Regions from separate parts of the Rattus norvegicus genome. Here region 2 is linked to region 1. The links are chromatin contacts, called in public Hi-C maps. All regions are on one chromosome and are shown on one strand. Each heading gives the region's core, a stretch centred on a gene start, on an enhancer-like site or on the middle of the called end of the contact. The rest is flanking DNA. Distances are from core to core; before and after follow the strand shown.

Region 1 (6,719 bases), core at 1,564-4,063:
GATTACAGGAGGGCACCACAGATCCCTGAAAGGGTGATTACAAAAGAGATCAGGTTTGTTACAGCCTGTTTCTGAGCCAATGGCTTCCGTGTTACTTACAATGGTTTCCAGGTTTATCCGATATGAGGCCTCCTTTCTTGCCACTTTTCCCTGGCATTCCAGTCCCACGGATCATCCTTATTTATTTTTGAGACTGGGTCTCATGTAGCCCATGGCTTCAAACCTGCTGTGTAGCTGAAGATGACCTTAAACTTCTGATCCTCCTGCCTCCACTTTCTAAGTACCAGAGTTCTAGGTATATGCCACTACGCTGAGTTTTAGGCCATGCTGGAAATTGAAACCAATACTTTGTACATTCTGGGCAAGCACTGGATTGAGTTACTTCCCAAGGCCCCATGGGTCTTCTAGCTGCTCAAATAGGTCATGCCGTTGTGGCTCAGAGAATTACATCTACTGTTCTGCAGCCACGGACACCCTTCTCTCAGATTCTCTGGGAGGCACCTTCTCTTTGTCATTCACCTTCTCAAAAGCTGCACGTGGTAGCTTACCCTGTAATCAGAGCCGCCAGGAGGATGAGACCAGAAGATTGAGAATTTTGAGGACATCTGGGGTTATACAGTGAATTCTAGGCCAGCGTGGTCTCAGAACAAGATGGTCTCGAAAGAGAGAAAGACAGAGACAAGAGAGAGAGAGAGAGAGAGAGAGAGAGAGAGAGAGAGAGAGAGAGAGAGAGTTGTGCTTGGTAGTACTCATCTGTAATTCCAGCACTTGGGAGGTCGAGGCAGGAAGGGCAATCAGGTCTTCCTCAGTCACATGGCAAGTTCAAGGCCAGCCCACTACAAAAGACCCTAATTTAAAACGAAAACAAGAAACTAGGGACCAGAGAGATGGCTCAGCAGATAAAGGTACTTGCTGCCAAGCCTGAGGACATGAGTGTACCCTCAGAACCCAAATGATTGAAGGGTGAACCAGCTCTTACAACTTGTCCTGACACGAACGGTCAAGCCATAGCTCAAATGTGTGCGCACGCAGCAAAAGAAATGGATGTAAAAAAAAATAAACAAAGAAACAGCGTCTTTCAGAGGCTTTCCGTAATCTCTCAACATCAAGCAGCCTCTCTCCACCCTGCTCTCTTTCCTCATCCTACACGTGTGTATTATATGTCACAACTTATAATTATCTGATTGCTACTGCTATTGTGGTTACTTGTCTCCTGAATGGAACGTGATGAGGCGGTGGGGGGACTTGTCATTCTCTCACTGTAGTGGTATCACAAGGTCTACATCAGCGCTTGACATTACAGATGCTGAATAATTACCCACCACGTGAATCAGTGAGTGAACTAAAGTCAGGTGAAAGCCAGGTGGGGCAGCACATGCCTATAAGTCTGTAATCCAGTACTTGGAAGGGGTGATTTCTTATGTCTGGAACCTTCTGGCCAGCGTGCATCCTAGAAACAAGCTGTTGGCCACAGTGTTCCTCTTTTGCAACATCTGATTACAACCCCAAAGATTTTGCAGTCAGCATTTTGCGTTTACATTAGGACAGTATGACGTCCAGTCTATTTTTATTTTTGAAGGTCTTAACAAGGGTATATACGTCAGGAAGGCTCAGCGGGTAAAGTTCCCTGCCGCCAAGTCTGACAACCTGAACTCGGTCCTGGGGACCCACAGGATGGAGAGAACTGACGGGCACACAGACACATCCCAAATAAATATTTTAACTTCTTTTCCCCTGCATTTTACCGAGGCTCACAAAGGATGCAGAACTGAGCCAGTCCTTTGTCCTTCTTAGGTTACAATGATAAAGGTGACTGATGTCACCTGTTTGGAAGCTGCCTCCTGGAAAGCTGCACATGACAAACACTGCTTGATCTGAGTCCTCTGTGTCTCCTGGACTGACACACCAGTTCCTCGTTGGAAGGGCTTTCCTGACTGATCAAGCAACCTCCTTGCCTTCACATATCTAATCCTCCGAACTTTTCACTGCTTCCCTGACCACTCGAAAGGGAGCTCCGTGACCAGGCACCACTACATCAGCCACGCTCAGAATCCTCTCCCGGCTCCGCTGTTGAGCTACTGGGTCTTCACTCAGGTCCTGCCAGGAGTCCTCATCACCAAGACGCTCGAACACATCGCCAACCACCACCACGGTGCCCAGGCTGGTGCCCTCCACTACGACGCTCACGTCCCGCTGTCCTCCGTGGCCCGGCGTGGCCCACACCTGCAGTCCAGAGCCCAGTATTAAGGGCTGCGTTTCACACAGCCCATGGGGCAGATAGAGACCCCCGGGAAGGCAGAAGTCATGGGAAACTAACAGAGCCGCCTGGGGAAACAGCCCTAGGTTCCCAATATGATCCGAGTGCCCGTGGGTGCCCACCACCAGAGTCACATCTCCGGGGGCCACGCCCTGAGTAGCCAGGGCTTCCAGCAGTGCATCCCGAGTCCAGGGACCCCCAGTGTCCACGAGGATGGGGCCACGCACTGCCTCCTCCAGGGCAGTCTTTGCGCCGCCGTCTGCAGATGGGGCCAATCGGCGGCTGGTATCCGAGACCCAGCCCCGAGGCAAGACGAGAGTCACCGTGCCATCTGCACGCACCGCGTCGCCTACTCCCTGCGGCTCCGCGTAGCCGCGCAGCAGAACCACCACCGAGTAGGAACCGCTGGACGCCAGCAGAGGGGTCTCGCCGTGCAGCGGCTCAGTGCGCACTGGACCGCTCATGGCAAGGGAAGGACATATACCCGTCCACGGACATCTGCCAGTCCCTCCGAAATCCTACCGCGAGTCCCGTCACTTTCCTAGTAGCAACTCGTTGCCACCCTCTCCCAGCTCTTAAGGTGGTATCGCCCTCCACCACCACCCCTGCTGAAGATGGTATCGCCCAACCTAGATTCTTTTGGTCAGGTTTATAGTCTGTAGGTCTTCACGCATCCACATTTTAAAGATATATATAGAGAGAGATATATATAGATATATTCCTTCTCCATTCTAGCTGTTGTCTAGTTTGAAACTAAACTATCGCTGTCCTTAAGTCTTTTTAAAAAAAAAAGAAAAAAACTCTGGGAAAACTGAAAAGGCGAGAAAACGCGAGAACTTTTCCCTCTATGGGCTTCCGTACAAACTACGGAGCCTGAAGTACTAGCCACGTTGCCCAACGTTAATCCTAATCCTGTACAGTTCACGTGTATTACAGTAACTTCCGGGGTTTTTGTTGTTGTTGTTGTTGTTGTTGGTTTGTTTTTTTTTTTTTTCTATTTTTCTGACAGGGGCCCAAGGAGCCCAGGATGGTCTTGAACTTGCTTATAGCTGAAGAAGACATTGAGTTCTTGATCCTCTTGCCCCCACCTCCAAAACGCTGGAATTACAAACTTGTAAATGCCACTCTGGATTTAAAGTCCTAGTGGTACAGTTGTTTCCCCAACCCCGTTGCATAATTATAAGAACACAATTAACTACTAATAGAAAGCAGGCCATTGGCCCCACCTTGTCGATAATGTGTGCATGTTTGAAATGGGACTCAGCTGATATACATATAAAAGGTTTAATAGCAATATAGAAGATATGGCACCTGTGAAATAGGAAATAGGCTACATATGTCGACCCCACCTCACCCCAGTATTGCTTCACTCTCTTCCAGGGTTCTGTTCTGGTTCACAGATTGGTGGTACACAGCCTCATGTTGGCAGTGCATATTGGTTCTTGAGGGTTTCTTTTTGGCTTCTCACTTTGAGACAGGGTCTCTCGTGTAGCTCCGGTTGGTCTTGAACTGCCACACGGCTGGACAGTGTTCTGATAATCCTGCCACCACTTTTCAAGTGCTGAGATTACAGGGCTGTGCCACCACATCAGGTCCAGCTCCCATTATTGTCCTGTCATTGTCATTCTACTATCTGAGCTACATTCTAGCCCCTCCCTGGCCTCTTGAAAGGGTGTTTAATAGACCCTTTAAAAAGCAAAGTGAGTTTCCCACAGCTCATACCACTACTGACCAATTGGCGCAGGTGAGCACACACCTGGTCAATTAAGTGGCTGTATGTGTCTCATCTCTGAAGGCAAAATTTGCTTTTGCTTCACCCACTTCTCCTCTCCTGTTGCCATTCTGCGTTCCCAGGATCATGGCTGAGATTATACAAAAAGGACAGTTAAAACCCTGGGATGGGGGAGGGAGGGCTCAAGAGTTTAGAAAACTCTCCATGACCCATCCTTGGGATTCAAACGTAAGGGTCAAAGATCTTCTGGGTCATGCTTGGGAGTGCCTGAAGTCTTGGTTATCTCTTTATTCTCCTCCTTTTCCTCCTCCTCTTCCTCTGTCTCCTCCTGCCCATCACTGATCTTCTCCTTTCCAGTCCACGTTTCCTGGAGACAAGCTAGGTAGAACGAGAAGAAGCGCTCGGTGTTAATGCCGGGAATAGCTGGGAAGCTGGGAGAGGAGCCCAGACTTTTGCACTTACCAGTTTCAGTGGCTGGGAGCACATGACGTCCGCAGAGAAAATGCTGCAGGGGCTGCTCCTGATGGTGAAAGTACCAGTCTCCCACGACGTCTTCAAACTCCTCCAGCATCGCCTCACACTGGTAAAGAAGACCAGGAAGGAGTACCTGCTCTGAGGAGCACTGGAAGGCCTCTGCCTTTCGCTCCCTATCACCCCATTCCATTGAGTGCCTGCCCTTCGAGGAACAGGCAGCCAAAAGGTTATACTTGGCTCTCTAGATGTGTGATTCTCTTTATTTAACACTTACCAGTGTCGGTTACTACCTAATTATCTAGTATATTTACTCTGTAATCCCAGAGAGGAGATGCCTGTAACCCCAGTTAGGAGGTAGAGTCAAGAAAGGTCCTATACTGAAGCTCATTCCCAACCACCTAGGGTTACAGACTCAGCCTGTAAGCCTATCCCAAACCCTCAGTACCTCTCAGACTCTTGCCTGTGAAGTGGGAATTGGTATTCGCACCTGTGACATAAGAGTAAAACAAGGCAGTAGCTGGAAGTATGGCCCAGAATCCAGGACACAGGAGGCGTCTCAGTTAGTATGCAGTGGTGGATATTATGAGCCGCACAATGTTACTTCTTGATATGCTTTTGGGCCTGCTTTCATAAATGGCACAGTCCTTAACTCTGTCTTCTCCTTGCTCAGAGTCCTGAGATTTAGGTCCTCTCACCTTCCTGGGCAAAGTGGTATCTCATCCTACCTGTTTCTTGAGGAACGTGACCTCCACACTGGGCTCGTCCCACAGTTCCAAAGGGATTCCAAGATCCACTTTCACTCCCTTCTGTACCAGGCCTTTCAGTGTTGCCATGGTCTGACTTTGACCCTAAGGGACGAAAAATTTGGTGTAAGTCCAGTCCACCACTCATCTCTTCCTGCATCACCACATCAGCTTTACCAACTACCATTCTGTGGTGTGGTCTATGAAAGAGTCTAGCCATAATAAGGGGACAATCCAGATTTTGGGGAGACTGGCAGATATTCCTTGAGGGTCGTGGATGATATAAGTATCTGTTCTGAGAACAGGGTCCTGGGCTGGGGGTAACAGCTTAGTTGGTAAAAATGCTTGAGGACCTTAGTTCAATCCCCAGATCCACATTGAAAAACAAAACAAAACAAACAAAACAGGCACTGAAAAGATGGCTCTGTGGTGGAGAGTACTGACTGACTTAGGTTCAATTCCCAGCATCCACATGGCAGCTCACATCTGCCTGTAACTCCAGTCCCAGAGAACCTGATACCTTCACACAGATATACATGCAGGCAGAACATCAATGCACATAAAATAAAAATAAATAATTCAAAAATTCAAAAAGCAAAAGACAGGCACGGCGGCATGAATTTGCAATCGCAACGCTGGGGAACAGGAAACAAAATAGATCCCAGGGTTCTCTGACTAGCCAGCCTAGCCTGCTTGGTAAGTCAGTAAGCCAGTGAGACCTTGTCTAAAAAAGCCAAGGTGGGAGTAGCAAGATATCCCAGTGGAGAAAGGTGATGGCACCAAGCCTAATGATCTAAATTCAATCCCCAGGACCCACACTGAAGAAAGAGAGAACCAACGCCCACAAGCTATCCTCTGACAACAGTAGTGTGTTGTGACACACTCACACATGAAGTAATTATTGGGGGAGGAAAAAAAGGAGCTTTGTGTTGTGTATGCCTTTAATCCCAACACTTGGGAGGGGAGACAGAGGTAGGCAGGATCTCTGAGTTTAAGGCTAGCCTGGTCTACAGAGGGGGCACCAGGACAGCCAGGGCTATAACGCTCACTGTTGTTCCCTACCCTCCCTAGGAACCGTCTGACCTTGGCGTATCTCAGTGAGCCCTTTCGTTCAGCATGAACGTTGTAATCCAGGATCCGCTCACACAAATTCTCCAAAGCCTCCTCCAGCCTTGTCTCGCTGCGGGAAGGAGAGAAATAAGACCCCTTGATGTTTCAGGAACCCTGCAGCTCCTCTGGGGTTGGTTAGGAGGTAGCTCAGCACAAGGACTCACGAGAGGCTGTAAGGCACGTGTCTCTTCCTCTTGCCTGTGTCTAGCACCTGACCCAGCTCCAGCACTTCTCGGGATCGGCCAGTTCGACTCAACTCTTCCTGTAGCTCCATGCTCAGCAGTTTACACACTGGCAGTAAAGAGAAACCCGAGGGAGATGTACGAGATGAGCAACCACACTAGCATCCTTCTGCTCTCGACCTGAGGCTGCCCATAAACACACGCTGGAGCCAGAATGGCTG
Region 2 (6,677 bases), core at 2,506-5,005, 190 kb before region 1:
GTTTCCCTTTTTCCTTAGCACACAAGTTGCCAAGCCTTTGTGCCTCAGGTGGGGGTCAGGAAGGAGATGGTAAGCACAAGCCCAGCTCCAACAAGCACAGTAGAAGATGATGTCCCCCCGCCATAGGCCCCAGAGGCAGTCCTCTTCTCCAGCCAGTGCCTTTTATAGCTCAGACATCAATAGGCTCCCGACCTCGGTTCTGCCTCTTGACCACAAACACCCTCTGTCCTGACACAGTCACCAGCAGCGTGTGTTCACCAAAGACCACTGGAGAGGGAAGAGAGCGAGAGTTAGTGTGTACAGCGGCCACCATGGAGGATCACAACAAAATTGGCTGGGATGGGACAAAGCAATTATGTAGATCACAGAGGTCAGGCAGCTGTGCAAACCTCTTCTCGTTCTTACTGCTCCGTACTCGTCCTAGAGGAACCTATATGAAGGCAGTAGTTGAACCAGGAACCCCAGGAGGAACTGGGAGTCAGTGGAATGGAGCCAGGAATTCCTTCCCTGAGCAGAGAGGTCTCTAGAAGCAACCACCCAACAAAGGCAGGAGCTCACCAGACAGGCGCTTGAAAGGGATGTTCGTGCCATGGTGCAGCCGGAAGCCACAGGCTGTGCTGACCAGTTCTGAGATGGCGCTGGCTGCCTGCTCATCGTTCTCAAGATCCCCAGATGACTGCATGTGGGTGAAGGGGGGCAGGAACAAAAGAAAGAGGCCAGAGTTGGGAACAAATTCAAGGCACAGGACCTCTGTTTCCTATACTTGTTATGGTCTCCCTTGTCTGTAGTCCCAAATCACCCAGCTTCAGAAAAATCCTACCTAAAACCCCTTTATGATGGTGCTGCCTTCCCTTGTGCCATTTTGTTTCTCATTCTGAGACACCAGGCTTCTTTTGCAACTCTACTGATAGCCATGCAGAAAATCAAAACCTAGGGTGTGATTACCAAGTGATCTATCACACCCCCAGCCCCTCACTGGGGGATTCTAGGCAGGGGCTGTACCACTGAGCCACGCCCTCAGCCCCTCACTGGGGGATTCTAGGCAGGGGCTGTACCACTGAGCCACACCCCCAGCCCCTCACTGGGGGATTCTAGGCAGGGGCTCTCCCACTGAGCCACGCCCCCAGCCCCTCACTGGGGGATTCTAGGCAGGGGCTGTACCACTGAGCCACACCCCCAGCCCCTCACTGGGGGGATTCTAGGCAGGGGCTCTACCACTGAGCCACGCCCCCAGCCCCTCACTGGGGGACTCCTGGGCAAGTGTTCTACTACTGACCCATGCCTTCAGCCCCTCACAGAGGATTCTAGGAAGATGTTCTACCACTAAGCTAACTGCTCAATCTTTGAAGGTTCCACTTGTCCCCAGTCTTCCCACTTGTCCTTGTCTGAAGGCTATGAACCAGAAACACCTACTTTGTCTTTGAAGCTTTCCCTCTGGCTACTTCTAGGGTCAATGAGAAGACAGTAGTCCAGACTTCTCTGGACAAACTGCTTCTACTCCCTCTTCCCACTGATTCTAAATGGGCCCTTTACTAGATTTAGTTCCTTTTGCTCTCAGTTTCTCCATCTGTATATTGGACCCATATTCTGTGCTTGTGGAAGTTTCATGAGAAAACAATGAGAATATTATAACAGTGCCTACATAATAAATGTACTATAACTGCTATCAGTCCATCTCACTCATCTCAGACCTCACTCATCTCCTGTCTATAGTCAGGCCATCAAAATTCCCTTTAGCTACCTCCTTGGTCAGCTTCCTTTTTTACTTTCTTATTTGTTCAGGTACCACAGTACTTTTCTGGTTTTCCCTGCTCAGAGTCCTACAGGATGAGTACATCAGAAAGGTAAGGTACATGCAGAAGTACTTTACCTAGTTATTACCAACATATATTAATACCTCTAAGATGTGATCTCTGGGCTGTGGCAATGGCTCAGTGGATAAGAGCGCTTGCTGTACAAGCAAGAGGACCTGAGTTCAAATCCCCTACCCTACATGGCCATGCTCACACCTGGAATCCCAGTACTGTGGGTGTACAGGCAGGTTGATTGCTAAGGCTTGCTCAGTGTTGCCAGTCTAGCTCCAGGTTCAGTATGAGACCCTGCCTCAAGGAATAAGGCAGAGAAGGGTAAGAGGAGGTCTCTAATGTCCTACACTGGTCTTAGCATATGCATGGGCACACACATGTGCAGACACTAAAAAAATAGATACAATGTCTATAGCCCTTACTTCTCATTGCTACCCGGCCAGTCTCTTAGATGGCTCTCCTGGGACAGTCATGCTACACCATTTCTGTGAGTCACATTTATGTTTTCAAAACCCTTTAAGTAACCCTCAAGATTTGTCCAAAGATATTGAAGCTAGCCATAGGAAGTTCAGTATCAGAGTCTTACCACAGCATCCTTCCTCTTCAAACTGTTTCAACACAAGACCACAACCAGGCGCTGTTACACTCAGGCAAGTATGTCCAGCTCCCAGCCCTGAGAATTCTCTTCCTCGTTCACAACCTTCTGTCTTAGCAGCTCAGCTCAATCCTTGCCTCTAGAGAAGTCTTGCCCCCGCCCCCCAAAATTCTAGGGGCAGGTGAAATGGCTCAGAGCATAAAAGTGCTTGCCTAAGGACCGGATTTCAATCCTCAGGACCCGCATGGCAGGAGGAGAACTCACTCCCAAAGGTTGTCCTCGGCTTTTTTAAAGATATCCCAAATAAAAACATACTACAAGTAACTAACTAATTGAATGACTTTGGTAAAGTTTGGTTTTTGTTTTTTGAGGCTGAGTTACATGTGGTCCAGACTGTGATTTGACTTGATACATAGCCAAAGATGAACCTGAATTTCTAATCTGCCGGTTTCCACCTTCCAAGTGCTGGGGCTACAGATCACGTGCCTCTGTGTTTGGTTTTGTGCAGTATTGGGAATTGAACTGAAGGCTTTGTACGTGCTAAGTAACTCACTCTCCTGACTGAGCTATAACCCCAACCTTTTGGAAATAAGCATTTATACCATATATCCAAACATTAAATATGGCAAGCAGGGAACCACAGAGAGGACAAAAGTAGACAACTGAGAGAAAGCGGGAAATATTTGAAGGGATTTCTGGGTTGTGTGTCCCCAAAGGACCCCGTCACCGCCACCACCCCATGCCTCGCTTTCCCACAACGCACCGCTAGCACTGCACCTTCGCTCAGCACCAGGTAGCCAAGCTGGTCTGGGATTCGTTCCAGCCCTTGGGTCAGTGCGGAAGTCTAGTGGGTAAAGAGGCAAGAGGTGAGAACCATGACAGCCTTGTAAACCCATCTCCCTCCTGGATATAAGCCTTTCAGACCCTCTAAATGGCTTGTAACACTGAGTCTCCATCCATGGTCACTATTGGACGCCTGAGCTCTTCCACTTGTCAGGCAGGTGACCCAGGAGACCTTCCTAGCTTCACAGCCCCTTCTCATTCCAGTGCCCTTATGCCCCGCCCCTTGTGCCATCAAAACTACTCCCGGCCGCAAAACACCCGGTAGCGGAGCCTTCCTTCTCCAGCCCTCCCGGTCGCCTCCCTTCCATCTCTGTTTCCTTTCGGTCCCAGGGTGGACTGGGGGTGACAGCGGAGTGCAAGCCATAAGGGGGTAACCGAAGTTTGGGGAACAGGGACGCGCAACCCTAGGCGCACAAGCCCGCGCATGCGTCCTCACTCACCATGGCAGCCGTAGGTGCAGGGGGAGCTGTCTACCGGATAGGTAGCTTCCGGCTCCAGGCTCCGGTCAGGTGGTTCACCAGCTGACTCTAGCCCAGCCCTTCGCTTGCGCATTGGATGGTGCGTACGTCATCAGACTTTATCAACCACTGCGGAGCGCCGCTTTCCGGACACATTCGTGGATTGGTTGCATTTCCTCGCCACTCAGGATTCGCCTGCGAGATTATCTGAAGAGTTATTGAGCGAGGGGCGGGGCACCTCTCCACCTCCTCACGAACGTGCGCGTGCGCCTAGGCTTCCAAGGAGAAAGTAATGCAGTCTAGTGTTGTAAAGAGCTTTCCCCGTTAGGTGTCACGGTTCAACCTGAAAAGAGAAGTTAATGTGAATGACGATGGTTTACACATGAAAAACTGTTCACGTGTTAATTTTCTGCCTTAGTATACGACCCAAATATGAATGGGTAAATCAAATTTGGTGTATATATGCACACTGTAGTATATTATCAATACAAGGGAAAAACGTCCTGACACCAAGAGCAACTTGAGAATCTCGAAAGCAAGTTAAAGCAAGCCAGAAGAATAGCTTCAGAGACAACTCAGCCTTTAGAGGCTCAGAATCAACCAGAAGGACTGGCTTGAAAGGGCAGTCACATAAGACCACATATTATGTGGTTCCATCTATGTAAGATGCTTAGCTGTGACTGACGCTGAATACTTGTAATACTGGTATAAATCCTGGGAAGCCAAGGAAGGGGGTTTCAAGTTCAGGCCAGATTGGACTGAATAGTGAGTTCAGTGCCAGCCTGAGCTACCTACCAGGAGCCTAACTAAAACACATACACTTCTGGCAAATCCAGAAAAACGTGAAAGCAGTTAGTGGTCGGTAGTGAGGCAAGAGAAAATAGGAAGTGCCTATTAAGGGGGGGGGGGGAGTGGCACGTGTGATTTAAACTTTTTGGGATTCGTATTGAAGTCTGCCTATCTTTGTGACTGTGACATAGGTTGTACACTTTGAATTAAAATGTTTCAAGATCTGTGAATTATATAACCCTCCCCCCCCCCCCCCTTATTTTCAGTGCCGAGAAGCAAAGTAAGGGCCTTGCGCATGCTGGGTAAGAGCTCTCCATCTGGTCTGTATCCCCAGCACTAATCATAGCTCAAGAAAGAAAGTCCTCCACCCCAAATCGTCTTGGTTTAGGAGAAGCAGCTAATTAGAGAAAATGCATGTCTTTAAAAATGAGGCATGGGTCTGAGTTTGAACACTTGCCCAGCATGCCCAGGCCCGGAATTCAACATGGCAACAATTTTGAAGTAGGGCCAGCAAAGAGGCTCAGCAGGCAAAGGTGCTTGCCGCCAAGCCTAATAACCTGAGTTTGATCACTGAGTCCCACATTGTTAAAGGAAACAACCAACCCCACAAATAGTTCTCAAACCTACACTTGTGAGCTACGGTACACATGGACACACACACACACACACACACACACACACACACACACACACATTAAAAATAGATATAAAAAGCCAAGAAGTGGTGGTACATAGCTTTAATCTTGTCTTTTGGGAGGCAGAGGCAGGCAGATCTCTTGAGTTCAAGGCCGGCCTGGTCTACAGAGTGAGTTCCAGGACAGCCAGGGCTACACAGAGGAAACCCTGTACTGAAAAACCAAAACCATAAAAATGAAAATATAAAAAAGTATAATTACAATATACAATTTAAACTTAAGTGGCTGTGGTGATGCATACCTATAATCCCAAAGCTGGGAGGGAAGTGGAAGGAACTTGAGTTAGAGGCTATTTTAAGCTAACTAGTGGGGTGGTCTTGAAAGAAATTTTAAATTGGCAGAGACTGTGAAGAGAAAGCTGTTCAAAGATGCTAAACATTCAGGCCCTCCCAGGCCTTAGATACCCATGATGCTGAGGAATCACATGGTTTTGTTTTGTTTGTTTTGTCTTGTTTGAGGCAGAACTTCATCTAACTTAGGCTGACCTTGAGTTCCTGGCGCTCCTGTTTCCACCTCCCAAGTGCAAAGGTTCCAGCTGTGTGCCGTCACCGTTCACCACTGGCTGGGAGCAGCGCTCTCCACACTCATCTAAGACTCTCAGTCATAAGCCCATCATGGCACCCCCTTAACTTCCCTGTAATAACTCCAGCTGCATCCAGTACAACCGGCCAGTGGAAGAGTTAGTTCCCACTCTCCATGGTATGACGCCAAGGCCGATGCTTTTTCCTTTGCTCTGTGGACCAATTATACAGTTCTTTAAAACTACCTTTATGCTTTTGGATTGCAATGAACTATTCAGGAACCATTGGTATTCAGTGATCGAGAAGGAAATGAAGGTCTAGGCGGATTGCGTGGTGGTTAGCATCCTGTGCTGACATTCCAGGGGACCTGGGTTGGTTCCCAGAGACGGGGTCAGGCAGCTCACAAGCTTCAGCTCTAGGGGATCTGATGTCCTCTCTCTTCTGGCCTCTGTGGACACCTGCATGAATGTATTAGCACATGCATGTGCATGCAAGCACTCATGTGCGCGAATGTACATACACGTGCACACACACATTTAAAATAAGAATTATTTTAAAAAGGACATGAAATCAGAAGGCAAAGTTTTTATCTCCTTTTAGATGTTGCATAAACATGATGTCACGGAAACCGTCAACAACACACAGAACACTGGTTTTTCAACCACACGCAGTCTGTGCAATAATGTAAATTACATTCAATTTTACCTCAAAACTTCCTGTTGACATTTTTATTAATACAAGGCCCTCTTTGCAGGGTCCTATTCGTGAGTCAGCACTGTTTCCTTTTTGCAATACCCGATTCACACCACTCATGCAGACAGTAATCTTTCCTGTTTCTCCATGACTGTGAATTGGGCATTTCCTCTGTACTGAACACTCTCCTTCAAACCGAAGGGTACAGCAGTGGCTTTTCTCTGAGACAGGATCTCATGTAGGCTGGATGCTAAGACATAAGCAAACACAGTAAAACA

Evidence for each region. Hi-C and Micro-C count contacts between places; a contact is called where the count stands out from the background.
Region 2: a Hi-C map of frontal cortex shows a contact between it and region 1, with 2.8 times the contacts expected there. The contact joins the promoter of Lamtor4 here to the promoter of Mblac1 in region 1. A contact is called at or near these places in 8 of 12 Hi-C or Micro-C datasets (the A7r5 cell line, Schwann cells, frontal cortex and 4 more).

The regions. Positions count from the first base shown.
Region 1 is chr12:22,181,236-22,187,954 of GRCr8, reverse strand. Mblac1 (metallo-beta-lactamase domain containing 1) reads right to left here and starts at 2,813. Exons shown (of 1, transcript NM_001024996.1): 1 at 1,551-2,813. The coding sequence starts at 2,721. The coding sequence ends at 1,966. It overlaps Cnpy4 (canopy FGF signaling regulator 4), which reads right to left. Exons shown (of 6, transcript NM_001108852.3): 2 at 6,481-6,607; 3 at 6,290-6,386; 4 at 5,189-5,311; 5 at 4,452-4,569; 6 at 3,523-4,367. The coding sequence ends at 4,225.
Region 2 is chr12:22,369,347-22,376,023 of GRCr8, reverse strand. Lamtor4 (late endosomal/lysosomal adaptor, MAPK and MTOR activator 4) reads right to left here and starts at 3,755. Exons shown (of 4, transcript NM_001108330.1): 1 at 3,684-3,755; 2 at 3,164-3,244; 3 at 559-676; 4 at 1-267. The coding sequence starts at 3,686. The coding sequence ends at 170.